2 separate regions of the Arachis hypogaea genome follow, and region 2 is linked to region 1. The links are chromatin contacts, called in public Hi-C maps. All regions are on one chromosome and are shown on one strand. The core of a region is the stretch at or near the end of the contact, and the rest is flanking DNA. Distances in the headings are between cores, read along the strand shown. Region 1 holds the start of LOC112785246 (pre-mRNA-splicing factor ATP-dependent RNA helicase DEAH1). Region 2 holds the start of LOC112784965 (inositol-tetrakisphosphate 1-kinase 2).

The links. A called contact is a pair of places that touch in the nucleus more often than the background predicts.
Region 2: a contact with region 1 is called in a Hi-C map of an unstated tissue, with 5 times the contacts expected there. The contact joins the promoter of LOC112784965 here to the promoter of LOC112785246 in region 1. A contact is called at or near these places in 2 of 8 Hi-C or Micro-C datasets (leaf and an unstated tissue).

The regions. Positions count from the first base shown.
Region 1 is chr20:130,290,325-130,297,471 of arahy.Tifrunner.gnm2.J5K5, forward strand. LOC112785246 (pre-mRNA-splicing factor ATP-dependent RNA helicase DEAH1) reads right to left here and starts at 3,550. Exons shown (of 28, transcript XM_072230578.1): 1 at 3,380-3,550; 2 at 1,760-1,864; 3 at 1,517-1,644; 4 at 1,131-1,385; 5 at 990-1,064; 6 at 599-685; 7 at 6-39. The coding sequence starts at 1,133.
Region 2 is chr20:130,421,310-130,428,456 of arahy.Tifrunner.gnm2.J5K5, forward strand. LOC112784965 (inositol-tetrakisphosphate 1-kinase 2) reads right to left here and starts at 4,023. Exons shown (of 2, transcript XM_025828353.3): 1 at 3,154-4,023; 2 at 2,373-2,897. The coding sequence starts at 3,937. The coding sequence ends at 2,626.

The sequences.
Region 1 (7,147 bases), core at 2,300-4,799:
TATACCTTCTTCCCTTCTTGTCAATTTTTGTTCAGTCAACTGTCAAACAAGAACACATTCAAATAATTAGAATAAAGCAACAAAAAACCAAAACATGGAAAAGGAAAGAAGAAACAAAAAGAAAAACTAATGCACTTGAAATGTTAGTATAGAAGCATCTATTTGTGCTTCTACATATAAGCAACATCAGTTCTTCAACAAATTATAGAATCTTATGAGCTGTAAAAAAAACAAGTTAATAAATTGATGAGAAATGAGTACGATCTAACAGGCACCCATGACCTAAAACCCCAGCCAAACCGACTGACATCAACAAAATACATAACTATGTATTGCAAAATAGTATCCATTCAAATTGTTGATGGTTCACACTCCATCTACTTCTAACTCTCCTTCCTTAGTCCTTATTCTTTTCAAAAAATTGTCTTCATTTTTATTTACTGACAAGGATATTCATCTTGCTACTGCTTTAGATCCTCATTTAAGCACGCTAAAATAAACAAAACAAAACAAAAAAGAAAGAAAAAAAACTCGGGTATAATAATACGTGATTAATATCAGGTATGTAGACCAAATCAATATGAATATTCATGGGTACCTTCCGGGTCCCTGCTGCATCTCTTTCTTTCAGATGTTGCTCTAGTTCCTCCTTCTCTCTTTGATCTTTTAATCTTTCTTCTTCTGACTGTTTGCAAAATTGGGAAGGAACCACGTCAAAAGAAGAAAATAAAACCTTAACGAAGCTGATGTAGTGAAGCATTATATTCTTGAAACCAGAAAGAAGGGAAGGAAATGCAAGGGAAAAGAACATTATGTCTCAAGAAATGGCACTCTTCTGCAGGATTAAAAATATAAAAAGAAAACAGAAAACAGAAAACAGAAAACGGAAAAGAATAAGATAAGTGCAATCTTCCTTTTATTTTTTTGCAGAAGAACACAAATCTTATTTAGTTCAAAATTATATAGATTGACACAAGATCGAAAAATACCACCTCTGATCCAGTATCTTCACCGGGAGAAGTTCGTCTCTTAACTTGTCTCTCCATTTCCTTTCTTGAAATTACCTGCAGGATTGCATTTGGTCAAAATAAGTCACCTGCTGTTAGAAGAGCCGTTGATCAGCAGCTTACCATGCCAGAAAATATGAAAGTGAATCTAATAGGTTATGAGCACTTTGCCTCATCATCTTCATCATCTTGATATTCAGTTTTCTTCCTGAAACGTTTGTTACGGCTATCAATCTTTTTAGACGTTGAAGTAGTAGCTTTGGAAGATTTATCTTCACCACCAACATAATCATCATCATCATCATCAGCCTTCAAAATGTCATAAGTCCTCTGCTTCCTTACTAACATTGCAGCTTCTCTCTCTTGTTTCTGATATTGCTGGTACATAATACAGGAGTATCAACAGAAAACAGAGATTATAAAAATATTACAAGAAAGAATTAGCTAGATAAACACACAAAGATGGCAGCATATGTTCACAGTGTAAATATACTTATGTATAAACTAACATTTAAACCAGAAGATTTACGAGGAACTCGAGAGAATATTTCATCAGCAAATGCATGAGTATCTGACGATGAGATCCCAAACTCCACTAGTTTACCCGCCAAATCTGCTGGTGAAGCAGCCTGCTTGGCTGCAATCCAGAAAAAGAATATCAAAATACTGAACATAAAAGTTCTATCATATATGTTCCAAAGTGACTATATAGAAATCCTTTAACTGTGAGAAAATGATATTAGATCAATTACATAATCCAATCATGTACTGTACAACTGTGGGCTGAGAATATCCAAGCAGTGACATCAACTTATCTGATACCCATGCCTTCAGACTGTCATCACTCCCCATTTTCACTGCACGAAATATATAAAATCATCATCCTAATGTATATGGATTGCAGGCCCAACAAGCATACTAGTGCTTACGGCATACCAATAAAGGGCTTATCCACCCAAATAAAATTCAATCAATAATTACAAATAGAAATAAAAAATTTGACAATATACATTCTCATCGCAATGGAACTAATGTCAACAATGTAAAAGAAAATGTGAGTATTAATGTTTTTCATAGAAAGCAATCCAACAAAATATTCTAATAAAATCTTAATATTCTTTAGTTAGAAAATAAAAAGTCAGAAAAGAGAACGACAATAAGACACAGAACAATATTATGAATGTAGGATAAATTAAAAACACTTTGTACTTTCTCTTCCTCATCTTCATGAACTTCTAAAACAATAACAAGCACAAAGCTAATGCCCCTACCCCCCCCCCCCCAAAAAAAGAAAAAAAATCAATGCTATTGTTGGTAATAGTTGCCACTTGACAATCCCAACGTAGCAGCTGCAGAGAAGCCAATCCAAAGCCGCTCCAAAAGAACAGCGGATAGCAGGATGGCTGCTATTTGAATATGACCCCCTATTAAATGCAATTCTTATGTATCATCATAGTTATCAATTTAAAACAGTGGAGAGAGGAGCAGCTGACAATGGGAGGGCGAGGAATGGCAAGGAAACAAGGACAAATCCAAAAGACGCGAGCTTGGAAGTGGTTCAAGAAGACAAGGTGTGGCTACAAGGGATGGTGAAACCTCTCTATGCCTTCATATACAGTGATTTTATCGAACCCACGAATGGGGGGGGAGAAGGAGGAAGCACAAGGTACTACCTTGTGATTTTACTGTTTTTCCGTTTCGCAATATCTGATATGTGAAAGTATGCACATGAATTAAATGGACAAAACTGAAAAATAAACTTTATACACTCCTCAACTCCACTAAGATGGTTCATAAACCTTCCTATCCCACACTTTTCTATTCCATTCCACTAATAAACACTTCCTTCCATCATCTTTAAAACTCTCAAACATATCCTAACTACAATATGTTGCACCTTTATTTGGGTTTTGAAATCTGAAAGGCAAATGAGAGCATTCCTAGATGTATGAATTGTGCCCCTTTTTCCCCTTGCCTTGACGCAACTACTATCTTTGTAAGTTTTACCATGAAAGAAGTACGAATGTTCAAAAAAAAGAAACTATACATAGTTATACAGAATCGAACTCATTCATTATCAATTACCAAATGCCATAATCCGTTCCATAGTCTAAAAGCGTGGAAAGAAAAAAACGCAAATAACATCAATCCAGTGCATAACAATACAAAATCATATTCCTAATTAAACTTAAGTCTCTAAGATTAAGTAAACAGAGGAGCAGCAGCTCCAATGAGATTTAAAAATAACGAGAGATGCCAAAAGAAGAAATGAATAAAAAACACAGGAGAAAGAGATAAAAAGAGAAACGTACACAAATGCAGAGAAGGAAAAAGAACCGAAGAGAGAGGAATGGAAGAAGATGAAGACGAACCTAACGGTGGTTTGGAGCTGCGCTTGTCCGTCAGAAGTAGCCGCAGCCGGAAGCTCCGCCGCCGGTCAGACAGAGAGAAGAGGAGAGAAGCGATTGAGAGAGTTAGGAGCGGGAGGAAACAAGTACGGAAAAAGACGAAGGGGAAGCAAAGACAAAAACCCTCGATGATACAAAATACAGGGGAAGTATAAAATTACATTTATGCCCTTCTGGGTGAAACAAAAACATTACTCTTTTTTGGAAAGGGTTTAAGGTTTATAACAAAATGGCCATGGAATTTAGGAAACCAAGTCCAGGCCCAAGAACTATTTTTTTTCTTATAAAAAATTTTTTAAACAAATTGCTCCAAAGACAATAAGACTTTTAACACAAAAAAATATTTTTTTTAATCATTGATCTTTATTTCTGTAAGATTAGTTATTCTCTCTATTAATATTTTTTTTTTGTTAACGGAACAAGCTTACATAGCGTGTTAACTGCTGATTTGTTCATTAAGTACTAATTAGGATTGACAGATTTTTTTGTTGGAAACATCGTTGTTTTTCTGGAGGTAATTGTTAGGAGCCATTTAGGGTTATATATTTTTGGTTGCTTTTTCGTATACATTGACTAAATTTATATTGTAAAACTAAAAAATATTGGTAATTTTTATTTTTTTAAATATAAAAGTTGAACAAAAAGAATATTTTTAATCTTTTTACTATTACTTAGAAAAATTGTTAAGATATTATATTATGGTGAAAACTCAGGTGAAGTCGACTTCACGTGGAGTTGATATCTAAGAACCGTTAGATAAAAATTTAGTCAAATCAGTCAAATCATCTAAAGGCTCTCAGATATTAACTTCACGTGAAGTCGACTGCACTTGAGTTTTCACCTTATATTATTAAGATTATGTTAAGTCTTAAGTACACTGAATTTAAATTAAACCATCATAATCCACAAAAATTTATTATTATTAAAAGAAGTACATATTTAATTTTATAATAGATAATAAATGAAAAAGTTGACACAATATTTTATCTAAAATAGATACAATAAATAAAACTACTTATGTCAATTAACCAAGTAAATATAACATCAAAAATTTAAAGTTCAACATTTTGGAATAATTAGAAACAAATAGATAAGACTAATAACAACAATGAGCAATGTCATTCTTATTAATATATATATTCTTTATTCAATTTTTTTAAGTAAAAAAAATTAAAAATCACTAATATTTCTCAGTTCTTATATAATAAATTTCGCCAATGTATATGAAAAAAGATAACAAAAGTAGAGAAAGAAAATCTAAATGGCCCCTAATAATTACTCCAAAAGACAAAGAGGTTCCCAACAAAAAAATCAGTCAATCTTAGCTGACACTTAATGGACAAATTAGCTATTACGTAGGCATGTTTTGTTAACTCAAGAAAGAGATCATTGACGGAGAAAATAACCTGTCTCATAAAATTAAAGATCAAAGGTTGAAAAAGGTTTTTTTTTTTTTTTTTGTATTAGGGGACTCGTGGTCCTTCGAAAAAATTATTAGGGATCAGAATGGGTATTCACTTTTTTTTTATGAAAAAGTATAAGGGACAACACATCCACCAGCCAACTCTGCCAACTTTAAGGTAGGGCCCAATAGCAAAGCCCATTACCACACAAAAAACCATCTCACACACTTTCACCCAGACTAACCCTAACGCGATTCAATCCCACACCACTCTCCTCCCACTCCCAATTATGCTGTTGCCGAAGTTCACCCAGTCGCACCGCCATCTTCCAACCAGTTCCGGCGATAATACCGCTGCACCAAGAAGCTGTGCGCTAGCTCGACAACGCCAGGAACGTAGCCCACAGGAAGGCACCCTTCGCGCACCGTCGCTGCCTCCGCAGGACCTATCTTGCGCGCCGTCGCTGCCCCCACACATCTTGTCCCACCGTGTTGTTGATGCCCCTGCGCGACCTAACCCTACGATGTAAACCGAGTGCCAAACGTGCTCTCCATGAAGCCACTGGATGCGTCCTCCGTCACCGAAGACCACCGCAACACGTGCACCAAGGATCGTCGGTAGTCCCCTTGCCGCCGACTACAACGAAATCACCCACAAGGTAAGGCCCCTTGTCGTTGGTTCCTAAGGGTTTTTTTTTGTTTAAACTCTCTATTGGAGGAAATAAGAAAATTTGTTTAATTTAGAGATTTTTTGAAATTTTGTTTCATCGTTAAATATATGTTTCTTAACTCCTTAGACGGATGTTTCTTTGTGTTGTAGTTTGATGTTGCGTAATACATGTTTGTGGATATTCCTTCTTGATTGATGAGGTTTCTTTGCTCTTAGATGAATGTTTCTTTTTTTTTTTTGTACATGGATGTTAATGAGTATAGGATTGTGGATGTTTTTTTGTTCTTAGCTGGATGTTTCTTTCTATTGTACATGGATATTTTTAGTATAGGATTCAGATGCTTCTTTACTCTTAACTGGATATTTCTTAATTCAGGATTACGGATGTTTTTTTGCTCTTAATTGGATGTTTCTTTTTATTTTACATAGATATTTCTTAGTATATTATTCGGATGTTTCTTTTTATTTGATGGATATTCCTTTGCTATTAGATGGATGATTCTTTGTATTGTAGATTATATTTACAAAAATTTAACATGAATTCAAAATTTGTTATTAGTAAATTCTTTAGCAACCACTTATACGATTTTTTATTTGGGTAGTGTTACGTAGGTAACCTAACATAGGTGCATGGGGCCTGAAGGATTGGCCCAAGCGTTAATGGAAGGTGATCTCCGACTTGTTCACGTTCGGGAGCCGCCGTCCGAGTTATGTGTTTGCAGAATGGGGGGTGGTACCTTCAAAGACACTCCGATGCTTAAGTTAGCAAGGGGTTCAGCAGGTTTGGGAAGTATTAGAACTTAGAGATATCTGATGGGTGTCAGGGTATATATAATGGTGATCCAATAACCACCGTTGGAGTAGTTCCACTTCTGAAGGTGGATAACCGTCCCTTTATCTTAGGGTTATTGAGATATTGCACCTAGAAGTGGGTTGAGAGATTTTGGGGGCAGTTACTTATTTGAATAACTGTTATCTGCCAACTCACCTCGAGCCCGACCTCTTTAGGAGGAGTCTATATCGAGCATGACCTCTTTAGAAGAGGTCGGGTGGGTGGTGAAGGCCAATCTTTGGATTGGGCCTTTTTGGCTTATTTGGACCTGTACCATAGTGTTATGCCAGAGTACGAACAGTGTCCCTACTAAAATCCGATCTCTTTGCTTATGAGTTGGATTCAAGTATTAATCGAACTCGGGCTTGTTCAAGTTGGGAACCAACGTGTTTTTTAGCTAGAACCGACATGATTCTAGGTTTCTCAACCGTCGTGTCTAATCAAGCGTCACGCCTGTTTGGGGTTTCGTATTTACCCGTGGGAGCAATTACATTGGTAACGGCGTGTTTCTTTAATGATCGCGTCATTTTACCTTTGTGCCCCTGGCATGTTATAAATATTTTTCCCTCTCTTTTCTATGTTTTCTTTCGTCTCTGAAGCTTCTTGCCCTCACTCTTGTTCTTTCTCATTCAAAAATCCTTTAGCCTTCCTTCTCGGGGTGCTTTGTTGTTGCCGTGACTTCTCCTCCTTGAGTCTACAGATAAAGGTTAGCCCTTTCTTTATCTTCTTCTATCATTTATATTGTGCTTTGCTTTGCATGTTGGAGGAGGTTTTCATGCTTTTACGATTTCCCGTTTGTAGTGTGAGGTGTTAGTACCTACGCAAGTC
Region 2 (7,147 bases), core at 2,773-5,272, 130 kb after region 1:
ATTTTGATATGTGGAGTGATGGTTGTGATCTTTTATGATGTAGATGAATATTACGTAGCTTCTGGAGTGAAAAATAATTGAATAAATAATAATAAAAAAGGGAAAAGATTGGGAGATTACTGGCGATGGTTCTGTTCTGCTCTGTTCTTAGTTTCTGTTTCTCTCTCTCTTTTTTTTGCAGCTACTGAATGGGTTAAGGGAAAGCAAATGGAAGAAGTCTTATCCATTAAAAACAGGTAAATATCTTATCTTAATTGCACTTGCCTTGGCTTGTGTATTTGGTGAAGTTTGTGCCAGTTAATTTAATCCTAATACGAGAAATGAATACCTACGTAATTGTGGCATGTTTATGAAATTATCATTCACAAATAGTAGTAGTAGTATTATATATATATATATATATATATATATATATATATATATATATATATATATATATATGAGAGTAAAATGAAGTATTATGTTCATCATCGAGACTTTTTTTAGTCTCTTCATTTTTGTTGAAGGGGTATGTTATTCCAAAGTATGAAGAAAGTTATTGGTCATGGCAAATTTATGTGGTTTTGGTCCCGTATGATAAACATTTTTTTCTGAAAATTGGTATAATAGCAAGATAAATTCCATAGAAAATGAGTTTTTGCTTGTTTAATGCTGAAGACAACATTGGTCAAATGCATCATAATATTTTTTGGTGGTTTGATGGTTGAATTGCTAGCTTCAGAAGAGGATCCTTGGTGAGTCTAATGGCTGCGTAAGAATATGTGCATCTTTTGCTGATTAGTGTTTTGAACCTTTTGGTCTGATGGATAATTTACCATCTTCAGGAGATTAGTTCTGATTTTTAACATGGTCATGCTTTCATGATTGTTAGTTTGGGATTGTGGTTTGGAGTCTTTTGACCCGACTTATGGTTATTGTCTACAGTGAAATTGCAAAGCATCTTTCACTTCCACCAGTCAAGCTTCACTGCAGCATGCTTGCGGAGGATGCCATAAAAGCAGCTGTTAAAGATTATGAATCAAGGCGTGCTTCCGCAAATGGTAGCGGAAAGGCCTCAACTTGAGATAAATCTGCTAGTTTCTCTGTTTCTTCATTGTCTAGACTCTAGAATTATGAATGATGATGGAATCCATCATTAGTGTGATTTCTTGATGGTATCAAATCAATGAGTTACTTGTACAAGAAGATAGGAGATAATCTTGGTTAGAGCTAGCCACAGCTAGATTGTATTATATTTATAAGAAATAACGCCAAGGTAAATACCTCTGTTGATGGGTATGTATGTTATCTGCATGGTTTGTACGCAATAGAATAAAGTGGATACTCTAATAAAGACTATAATTATCTTAATGTGAATATTTTTTTGACCTTCAGATGATGGATTGTAGGATTAAATTTTAATGTTATAAAAGTGTTATGTTTATTTAAAGTGTTGTTAAATAAATAAGTAATATTTTTAAACAAAATTGTTTTATGAAAATTGTTTTTGGCATCTTCGTTTAAGTAGGTATTATAAAATAAAGTAGAGCTACACAGTAATTACAGCATAGCACCACATTTTGACACTTTCCGGTTATACTGTTTTCCTCTCTTAAAGAAAAAAAGAAGGGAAAAAAAATGCTGAGCGGTGTGTGTATGAAAAATGCAGTATGCTTACAAGAAAATAGAGCAAGATTACTATCAAATGAGACTGAACAAGACAACTAGTTTTGGTTAAAATAATTTCTAATATCTTATTAAATGGGATTATAATTCAACCAAAAAAAAATGTCGCGTTGGCAATTGCCCTGTTCAATCATCTCTTTAGTTCAATAACTTATTCGTTATATACAAATATAACTAGACAAGAAAGGCATGTGATGCTAATGAGTTATAATTCAAATGGTTTAGGTCTAGTTTGAAAAAATAATTAAATTACTTTTAAAAAATAACTTAAACAATAAATGATTATATTAAAAGTAACTTATAAATAAGTTATTTTGTATTTGAGTTTTTAATTTTAAAAGTACATATTTTATAGAAATGTGATAAAAAGTAGTGGCATTATGAGAGAAGTCATTTTTTTTAACTTCTCTATAAGCTTCTAAATAGTTTTTTAGAAAGCTGCAATTTGGTTTTAAAAATTGTACTAGACATTAATACTACTACTTTTCATAAGTCAAAAGCTCAAAAAAATTACTTTAGAAACTTCCCAAACGGTCCTTAATCTCCCTATACTCACTTAAGAGATTGCGAGTTCGAATCTTTCTTACTAAAAAAATAATTATATGCTTCCGGAAAAAGGTGCATCCCAAAGTGGGGAATTCATTTCAACGGTTGCTATTTTGCGAGCATAAATCTCTGCACTTACGATGATGTTTTTGTCTCTCATATGTCTAGAACATAGTCACCTAAACAAGGGTCAATTAACAATTATTCTTGAAAAAGACATCAATTATGACAAAGACAAACCAAAAAAATCTGAAACGCCAAAAGAAAGTTCCAAAACTAAGCAACGCTAGAAACACAAGACAACACAAAAGAAGCTACAGCGTTTAACCATCAAGGTATGGTCCACACGGTCTGTAAAAGCAAAAGTAGAAGACCACAACAACATTCATTCCTTCATTCACTTCCTAATTCTTCTCACACACACACAACCGCAGCCTTATTACGCACACAATCCAACAAGAAATCAGTGATAAAGGACTCATAACATGGCAGCTTTGCATAACCAGGAAAATAGTTGATATCAATTACAAGGTACCTCGTGCAATCCTTGGCATCTCTAATCACATCAATATTGAACAGGTTAAGCCCTGTTCTTTCCCTCAAAGCTCTTGCCAACTCCTTTATCAAACTCTCTTCTGGCATTTCAGCTCTCTCAATATTGCTCAAATGATTAGCACCATCCCCTACTTTAATACAAAAGAATACACATATCAGCATTGTATTGTTAGAAATATAATCATTCTTATCTTTTTATCTAATCGTTCGATTTCTTCGGATAAGTCGTTTTATAACCAAAAATCTTGTCAAATCTATAGTTGTGTTTATGAAAAATAAAAAATTGATATTTGTTAAATAACGTAACATATTTGATTAAATTATTATTTAACGATTTTCAACCGTAAACTTTAAGTCACTGCAAGAAACAAATACGTCAATTATTACCATTGTTATCTTGAATGGTGAAGTTTGATATCTGAGAGAATTTGAGGGTACCCGCCTTGGCCTTATCTTCTGGTATGTTAGGCAAGGACGTTCTCTTAACGCACCTTACATGTTCCCCAGCAACATAAACCTTGAACACAACGCCGCCATGGTTCACGAACTCTTGAAGCACCACCGGGGTGGCGGCGCCGCCGGCGGCGTTCTTGTTCAACGTTTCTCGGAGCCCTTGGGCGTCGAAAACCAAGCAAAGCTCGTGAGATTTCATGGTTCCATCAGCATACAATGGCTTTGCAATAACTGGGAACCTCAAATTCGAACCCATTACCATTTCCTCCACTGAGTTCTTAGTTTTCTTCTCATCATCAACGACCACTTGGTACGGAACACCAACGGTGGCGTTTTGGAGCGAAAGTGGCAACTGGGACGCGGAATCAAGCATTGAAACGCGGTTTTGGAGTTTTTGAACGAGGTGTGGGGGATCAATGATGATGGTGGTGGTGGTGGTGTTGGCGCCATGTTTAGACAGGTATTCGTGAAAGTTAAGGTTGTTCCAATGTTTGGGTTGGAGCTTTTGAATGATGCAATGGAAACGAAGATGAGGGTGTTGTTGGATCAAGGGCTTGTTGATGTCGATTGGAATGAGATGGATGCCTTGTTTTTTTGCGTGGTCAATTAGAGAGGGTCGTATCAAGTTCTGGATTTTCTTTGGTTCCAAAGCATAGCCTATGACATAGCTCTCATCATGAGTTTGAGTTTCATTTTGGGGTGCTTGTTCTTGTGGCATGTTTGGAAAAATGAAGATTGGAAATTTGGAATGAATGGAGAGTTAAAAGTGGAGGAAGAAATTAAGATTGGAATGTGGGATATAACAAGTGTTAAATAGCGGCACACACTTGTATATGAAGCTCATAGATGGCTTGAGTTGGATGCAGAAAAAATATTCTATTTATTTTTTAAATTTAATTTTGATGTAATGTCTATTAAATTTTATTTTATTTTTATTTATTATTTTATTTTTTTTAGAAACAAAATTTATTATTATTATTATTTTCTTAAATTAATTATGCTTATCTAGAATTCTGTTGTTTTAGCTTATTTTAAAATTTAAAATTAATTTAGTGATTAGTATAAATAAACAGTATTATTCTTTCAAATAATAACAATATAAATAAAAAATTCATCTTATTTTTTTATTCTTTTATAATTTTATTAATGTCAATATAAAATAATTTTATACATACATTTAATTACATAATATTATATCAATAAAAATAATTATTTTTTATATTAAACGTATAAATGATTATTAATAGATCAGTGTATCAAAATTAAACTTTTATTTTTTTTGTTACTAGATATTATTAATCAATTTTTGAAAAAAAATAAGCTAAATTCATTTAAAGTTATTTTATTATATATAATAAATATATCATTATAAATAATATATACAAAAAATTATATATTATTTTAAATAAAATTATTTTAATTATTATCTCCTTAATATTATTTTGAGTTCTTGAAATTTATGAGATCACATTACGATATCTTAATTAATGTGTAGTGATAAGTGAATAAAGTTGTGTGATTCAGTGAGGTGGTTTTGTTGAACACACTATGAGATTCGAAAGTGAAGGGTCGGCGGTGCTAGATCCAAGGAACTTAACCTTGGAATAAAAGTGTAATAAATTTTTAGTGGAGAGTCAACGATGGCGGTGATAATGTCTACGTTGTTCTTTCAATCCGGTAACGTATATAATTTTTTTATAACCGGTTATTTTAATATCAATATTTTTTATTTTATTAATTAAAAAATTAAATGTATAATTAGTTGATAATAATGTTTTTATATAAATATAAAAAAAATTAATATATAAATAATATTATTGTTGTTTTTTATTATTTTCTTTTTCCAATATTCATTCTTATTTGCGTTTAGAAATTAATATAAACGATGTTATTATAGCTAGATGTTTTGAACGCGTAGTTGTTAAGGATATAAAGGGAAAAAATTAGTAGTGATGTATTTATTATTATTATTATTATTATTGGATAACAGATATTAATAAAAATTTCTATCTTTTGGTGACTTAAAAAAGATAAAGCAAAGGAAAAACGAGATTGCTACACATACAAGCAATAAGGCTTTACAAGTCTTACAAGCCCCAAGCCCACAAACATTCCAGACGCGCACTAATTAGATTGAATAGAGCGTAACATTCACGTGCTCCCACTCAAACGGTTACGCTTCGCTTTGAGTAAACCACCCCTTAATGGCAGACTCTTCCACTTCTCAAAGCAATTCAAAGAAAATGCAACCCTTCCATTTTCGAGCAAAATTCGAAAATCAAGATATACAACTCGTCGCTAACCTTTGAAACCTCCATCAACACACCATCAAACTCTCGATCAAGAATCTCCAGAGAAAACAAAGCTATAATACTCAAGGTACGTTACATTACGATTCCTGTATATTTTCCAGATTACGAACTAGGTTTTACTGTTCTTCTACGTTGTTGTACGTTTCACTGTTCTTCTTGCTCTACATCTCATTTTACAGTTTATAATGTTCTAGGTTTTACTGTTATTCTTGCTTCTATGTTACACTGTTCTTCTTCGTTCTTGTAGGTGTTACTGTTCTTGTTGTTCTAGATCTTCTGGTAACTGATTTTTGGGGTATATTCCGTAGATTGGTGGGTGTATATGGAGTAATTTCTTGGGTGTATATGGCATAAAATGTAGGGTGTATATTTCTGAACTGATATACTGTAATAGTCAGCACTTGCTTATATTTGCTTGTCCATGGGTGTATATTGCTTGACCTTGTAATGTTGCTTGATATTGATGCATGTTTGAGTGATACCTGACTGATATATATGGATGTATCTGAATCATATCTATGGGTGTATCTTACTGTTATCAATGGGTGTATCTGACTCATATATATGGGTGTATCTTACTGATATCTTTGCGTGTATCTAACTCATATATATGGGTGTATCTTACTGATATCTTTGGGTGTATCTGACTCATATATATGCGTGTATCTTACTGTTATCAATGGGTGTATCTGACTCATATATATGGGTGTATCTTACTGATATCTTTGGGTGTATTTTTCATTTCAGAGAAAATGGCAGCAAGAAACCAACCTGAAAAAAATGTAAGAACAAATATATGTCTTACATGAAATCAGTTTTATATAATAGATATATATCTGACTATAATTTTATTTTTGTCTTACAGCAAACAAAAGACCTTAAGTGTGCCACACATCTCCTAAGTGATAAATTCAGAAACATGAGTGAGGAGAAGAAGGCGATTGTGAGGGATCTGGGATTCGGTGGCTTGATGCACATCCCACCACTAAGGGTGCATCACCAACTGTTAAGGGAGCTGGCTAGCAACTTCAAATTGGGGGAGAACAGACTGGAAACCGGATACGGTTCTTTTAAAATTACCCAAGAAAAATAGGTCATGCGCTTGGCATCAACGCAACAGGTAACTCGATAAAAATTATAGGTGTATATTAACTGATGGTTGGGGTGTCTTTAAATTGATGCTTGGGTGTATTTGAACCGATTTTGATACTTTGTTGTTTTCCTTTTTGTAGGAGATCTGTTTCCTCAGAAAGTGGATTATAAGAAACTTTCTGAGGATGACAAAGTAATTTTTAGAAGATTCCAAGGTAAGACCCTCAAAAGTCTTACAGATGAGATGATGGATATTGGCATTGGTAACGAAGAGGATCGCCTAATGTTCAAGAGGATTTTCATCCTCTATATACAGATGGCGTTCCTTTTGCCAACGACAATAAACAAAATCTCGCCTGTACACCTGGCCCCAATTTTTGAGATGGACAGCATAACGGAGCGAAACTGGGGAGGGCATGTTTTGACCTTTATCGTCAAGGGCATAACCGACTACAAGGAGAAAAAGAAGAAGGCAATTGATGGCTGCCTCTTTGCCCTGATGATAATATTCTTTCATCTTTCTA